2 separate regions of the Sus scrofa genome follow, and region 1 is linked to region 2. A link is a contact called in public Hi-C data. All regions are on one chromosome and are shown on one strand. Each heading gives the region's core, a stretch centred on a gene start, on an enhancer-like site or on the middle of the called end of the contact. The rest is flanking DNA. Distances are from core to core; before and after follow the strand shown. Region 1 has its middle 540 kb from the start of NR2F2. Region 2 has its middle 15 kb from the start of NR2F2.

Region 1 (2,993 bases), core at 323-2,822, 560 kb before region 2:
CACCTTAAGGACTCCTTAATAAAGTCAAGGTTATGTGAAGAGTATTTTACTGAAAATCGGTGAATGACTATTAACAAATCTGCATTACAGAGGAGTTATTTTGTCTCTGCCTCTCATCTTTACCATGAATGATCCTTCTTTTGTAGTAAGTTTTTAAACAATGAGGCTATTTCTTAGCTTTACATCACCAGCAAATCAGTAACAACTGATCAGAGGCAGCTAGAAAATATCTCCACCAGTTTATAACAGATGTAGGCCATATATTCTATTACATACGTTGCACAAATATCTGTGACCGCAACATCACCCCAAAATTAAAACTTCTCCCCACCCTTACCTCTTCCTTCCTAGTGTTAGCACATAAAATGCACACTCACACACCCCTTTCTTAAATAAAAACATGAATAGTTACCATCTGACCATTATGTTCATTATGTTTTTAGTGCTGGTAGAAGAAAAATTCTGGTCCATACGATTAATGTAACAGGTATCTGTCTGGCTCCTTCAGATCTAAAAGTACAATGGGGTTGCAAACTCAATAGTTTTCTTGTCATCCCTTCCCTCTAAGTAATGGGAACTCTGCCTAGTGTTGTTTCTAGTATTTCATCTTCACTAAATCTGTACCTTTCCTACCCACACACGGCCAAGAGCACATGCTGCTGACCTAAGAATCACCTCTTTATTTTAGAGTCAAGGTTTCTGTCTTCCCTACCTTCTCCTGCTTCCTTCACCAGACTCAAGATCCCAGCATTATGTGAAATACGGCTTTCGAACTTCTGAGAAGCCATCAGGAGGGTCTTCATCAGGTAAGATTCTTTTTCCTAGAGGAATTTTTACAAATTGGCTCTTACAACCGACAAAAACGGTAAGCAAATCTTTTAAGGCTTGCTGAATAATAGAGAAGTGTTTTTGTCAGTTGCTCCTTTCTGACAAACCTGAGCCATGCTCACATCTTTTCGTGGAAAAATTTTTACCAGGGATTTTCCAAGCACTGGCTTTTCAGGAGTGGTTTTCTCCCTTTCTGATGTAAGTCAGATTAAAATACAGTGTATGTGAAGCATCTATATTTATTGATAATGTTGGTTCAGACCAAAATCACCATCTGCAGACATGTAATCATAGTAATTGTGGTGCAGGAGGCCAATGAGATAATAGAACATTTAGAGGGCACTTCATCTTGACCCCCGGAAATTATATTGGACCCATCACCATGTTGCTAAAACTGCACTTTTACCTACTCGAATATGAGTAAATGGAGTTTGTGTTCCCTGGGCCACACCTCTTCCATAGAGAGACTCATCCATTGTTTAGTGCTCTCCTGGTTGCCTGTGCTCCATTCCCAAACTTCTCTAGAGGCCACAATCAGCAACTTTCCTAATGGGAGAAGACGAATCTGGCTGCATATGACAAGGAAAAAGGACAAACGAAAGATTTCTTAAAGTTTTCCCATTCCTTTCCCCGCAATACATTCTGGGATGTTTTGATTCTGTGGTTTTCCCAAAGGAGGCCAGCCCTGCCTTCTGTCTGCCTTCTCTCCTCTTTTCCATCCTGTGTGATTCATAGCTGATGAAGTGAGGGTGGGGAGGCAGAGCCAAGGAGGCCTACGGTGTGAGCAGCACCGCAGTGGTGTCCCTGGCTCTCGTCAATGGCAGTCTCTGCGGCAGGGGTCTTCCAGGGGTGTGGATCAGTACTGCTACTCCAGATGGTCTCCACACAACTGATCCCAGTGCCTGTGGAGGATCTGTCCTAATGGAGAAATTAATAACTCGTGAGGAAAAAGGAAATAGATTTAAGGGACAGAGGTTGCAAATGAACCTATAACCGAAAGCCTTTAAAATATTTTTATGTCCTGTAAAAGAGAATCATAAAAGCAGCACATGAAATAAAGAAAATACCAATGACATTTTATACATTTTAAAATTAGTGATAATGAGTACTGTATATTTTAACTTCCATTTGCCAACTTTTACTTGCTATAAATTTTCGCTATCTTCCTCTGGCTCCTGCATCACTGAGATATGTGGAGATTAACAAGAAAAATATATGCCAAAATGTACTTAAAAACAAAAGCAACTCAAATAGTATGTGTATGATCAATGCTTTCTTGAATTTATGACTCAGGTTTGTTGATTTCTAACTTGAGTCCCAGTAAGGTCCTGAGAGCAACCCTAAACATAAGTTTTTCTTCTTCTGGGTTTCAATTCTTTCCCCATGATTCATTTTTGAACCATCCAACAAGAGGCAGGAAAGTACAATGGTCAAGCTAACACACATTTTAGACCTAGAACTGAATTAAAACCATAGATTCATCATTTGCTAGCCTTTTTTATTTCTATAAAAGTGAATAATAAAAGTAATAAATAAAGGAAAAATGACATATTTTATGCTACTGTTTAACCATGTATGACTCTGTTTTCTGATCCATAAAATTGGACAGTATTACTAACTTCAAAAATTTTGAAATTAAGTTATATTAAAGTATTTAACAAATATCTGTCCCCTCTCACCCATCATAGCCAACAACTAAGGACTTATCTTGCCTAAATATACATATTTGCAAACATATGTACACACATAGCATATATATATGTATGTAGATATAAATACACACAGGCACTATTATATATAACAGTTGCGTGTGTCTACCTATCTATCTATATATGTATCTATATATCTATCTAGTTATGTGTGTGTGTTATATACAGTTAGACCAAAATCCTAGATGTTGCATAAATATATGACTGATTAATGTCACACTTGCTGTATCTTAAGACGGATGGTTTTGGGGACTCCTGTGGCTTCAAGTACCTCCCAGGTACTTGGCATTGGAAAGTTTAAATTACTCTATGACCCGAGCTGTACAAAGCACAACTCACAGCAGTTTTCCTAATAAGCTATTTGGTATCTCCCTTTGATTAAGACATGGTTATTTGTCACAATAAATAAATTATATATATATATATATAAATTCAAAACTCTTGTTTTTTTTTTTA
Region 2 (3,097 bases), core at 552-3,051:
TAGAGCGGCTGAAGGGTTTATTTTTAATGTATATATGATAACTTGCAGTTGGCCTGCCCCCCCCCCAAGTTCATTCTGTGAGAGCGTGACCACAGGTCAAGGGAATCTTTTCCATTGGAGTTATGTACATAAAAACACATCGACATTTTGACATTTCAGATTGTGTAGATATAATCTGTACTGCTCTTGGGATCCTTTGTCCTTAAAAGCCAAATTAAGAAAAAGAAGAGAAAGAAAGAAGGAAACTTTACAGGGTGTGCAGATTTGGAAGTAGTAACTATTTTGTTTTGGAGTCTCTCCCCCCCCCCCTTCTCTTTTCCTGGTTTAGAGGAAGCTCAGTGTGTGGGAGCTTGCAATTTTTGTTCTTACTGAGGCTTTGCAGCACCCCCACCGCCATCATACATCACTATGGTTGTGGTTTAATTTTAAAAGGGGGTGGGTAAGGGGATGTGAAAGAAAAGGATCATTTTGTAAAGTGTATTAAACTTTGATACTCAGTTCCAGTCAATACATGTAGACCGGAAAAATCTGTCTGATTTGTGCATTTGAGCAGAGTTCTCCATCTGACCCTCAGCTTCTTTCTGTAGATATATACATACATAAATATAAGTATGTTCTTATGGCAGAACATCGCTGACCTCTAGATTGAGGTTTTGTAGCTTGTTGTTTATTTTCTTCTCTTGCAAGTGCTATCCATGTGAGTGTGTGAAGTTTCTCTAATAAGTAAAACACAGGCCCTTTTCCTTGTTTGTTTTGTGTTAGTTTATTGTAAACAGCCATTTGTTGTAAATTATTATTGGCATTAAATTATAATTTATGATTTTCAAAGCAAAAGACAGTCCCTGTTTTATTCTGCTTAAAGCATGTGTTCTAGACGTTGGAAATCTCTCTCTCACTCTAAGTTTCAGCAATGAGCTTGGGGTCTGCGAGGCAGAAAAACAGGACCCAAAATTTTTCAAACGGTTAAAACAAAACCCCTTGTATATGTTTAGAGTGGCCGGAGGAGGATCTGTTTAGAGTCTTGAGTTTGGTTTAAGTTTATTGCATTTAAAGAAAGTTTTTCTTTTCACGCTGAGTTAGAACAAAAGATCTTTGCTTCGACTGAATTGGACAAAAGACGAGGGCTGGGACCCAGCGAGTGCGTTCTGTGTGAAATTGACGAGATCTTTAAAAAAGCTGCTAAACATGGCGACTCTTTCCCTTTAAGTGTCTCTTTTTCCTTGCTGGGTTTTTTTTTCCCCCCTATCTGATCTGAGCTCGCTTTATTTCTTTTCCCAACCCCGCTCCCCCTCCTCCTCTTGGCGCTCGGGGGTGTGAGAGAACCCAGTTAGACGCGAAATGCAACAATAGTCCGAGGAGAGAGAGAGAGGGGCGATCGCTGCTTCTCGTCACTTTCAAACAAACCTGGGGAATGACTGAGCTGGGGCGGGGGGGGGGGGGGGCTGGTTCCTAGCCTGTTCGCTCGGCTCGCGGCCGCCCTGCCTCGGCCTTTCACTATTAGTTCTCTCCCGGCCGCCAGGGGCTGGGGCTCAAAGTTAGCGGGAGACGTCCGGGGCTGGTTCCGCGGAGACGGCTGGGTTAGCATCCGGCCGGCTGCAGGGACCGGGGCCTGGAGTTGGCAGCAGCTGAGGAAAAGTGCCTGCCCCCCAGCCTCCGCCCCCCACTTACGTGCGGCGGAATTCCGCCAGCGCCCCCGGAAAGTCCGGGGTGCCGGGCGCTCCGAGCTGCTCTCCTAGGATGTGCAAGAAGCGGCGACAGGCGGGGGGCGGAGGCGGGGGGCGGTCAGGGGGAGCTCGAGCGTGTGAAACTCTGCCTCGAAGCTCGCTTTTGACTTGGTCCTATGAGCTGAGCCAACATGGCGTCTCCCACTGCACCGCGAGCGCCGGGCTGCCAGGCACGGCAGGGCCGGGTAATAGAAAACACATTGGTTACCAAAAAGAAAAGGGGGGGGGGCGGCTAAAGGCCATTCCATCTGCAGGCAGAAAACCCTCTTTTAAACTCTAGCTGGCGAGTGAGTGCGGTCCTCGATTATTCTGTAATTAAAGCAGCAGAATTGGTAGGGAACATATTGGTAATACAGTATCCCCTTATCTCTGCGCCCCCTCCCCCTTGTAATAGGGAGAGTTTATTTCAGGTCTCCTCTCCCAACAGGAACCAAATTAGAAAAAGTCTGTATTCTCCACAGATCTTAAATGTTTGAATGGTATAGGGGAGGGGGAGGCCAGTATTTAACAGACCTCGGTCAGTTCTCGCGCTCATTAATGCAGGGGCCGTGCAGGGGGAGGGGGTGTGCCGGGACCACCCCCTACACACACCCGCCGAGCTGAGGGGTGGGGGCCGGGCTTCGATCCCCGCCGGACGTGGGCACAACTTGCTGCTTGCGTGGCAAAGTTAGGGGAAAGGTGGCTTTGCGGGGGGCAGAGAGCTGACTGCCGGTGCGCAGGGGCCGAGGGCCGATTCCGGGCTGGGGGTCGCAGGTCCTAGAAATGTGTGAGGCGGCATGGACGGCGCCCCTAATAGGAGCGCTTCTACATCGGGGGTCCCTTTTAATAGGTTTGAGAGGAGGCGAGGTCTGCCATGGAACAGACCTGACCTCCCAGAGAGGGTCTTCTGAGGGCCTCTGGGGAAACAGTGGTTTGGCCCTGGTCGAGCTCTCAGGCGCTGGGGGAATGGCCCCTTACGGTCCAATACGAGCTCTGGCCCAGGCCTGGAGACCCTTACCCTCAGCCGCCTGGGAGGGGAGCGAGTTTCTCTCTGAATTCCGGGCCTCGTCGAGATTTATTGAAGTTAGGTTTAAAAAACGTGCTTCAGATGATTTTTCCCATTTTCTCAGATTTCAAAGGCTCCCTGCAGTGCGGCTGCCTAATTAATGGTGAAATTCAACTAAATCTAATTATGCAGTAATTTTAAAGCAGTTAGTGCTGGGCGTTGGTTTGTAATAGGACCCCAGTTTTTTAAAGTTTGCTTACTGTGTTGGTTTAGGGGAAAGCCATCTTTTGTATAGCAAAGAAAGACAGGGAAATAGTTTTGCTGCGTGAACCAGAGGACTGAGAACTGCCCCCACCCTCCACATTTCCATCCTCACTTCTATCTATCT

Evidence for each region. Hi-C and Micro-C count contacts between places; a contact is called where the count stands out from the background.
Region 1: a contact with region 2 is called in a Hi-C map of embryonic fibroblasts, with 2.3 times the contacts expected there. The contact joins two enhancer-like sites. A contact is called at or near these places in 4 of 47 Hi-C or Micro-C datasets (embryonic fibroblasts, fetal skeletal muscle and liver) and 1 of 2 datasets of contacts at active chromatin or transcription factors (skeletal muscle).

The regions. Positions count from the first base shown.
Region 1 is chr7:83,632,945-83,635,937 of Sscrofa11.1, reverse strand. No RefSeq gene overlaps it. Among named protein-coding and RNA genes, the nearest start is that of NR2F2, 540 kb to the right of the region's middle. Within about 2 kb of position 1,572, at least 3 of the 83 cell types and tissues checked have an H3K27ac peak or open chromatin away from gene starts, as enhancers often do. A contact at or near this core is called in embryonic fibroblasts, where this site is marked.
Region 2 is chr7:83,073,850-83,076,946 of Sscrofa11.1, reverse strand. It overlaps a transcript of NR2F2 not described here. Among named protein-coding and RNA genes, the nearest start is that of NR2F2, 15 kb to the left of the region's middle. Within about 2 kb of position 1,801, at least 42 of the 83 cell types and tissues checked have an H3K27ac peak or open chromatin away from gene starts, as enhancers often do. A contact at or near this core is called in embryonic fibroblasts, where this site is marked.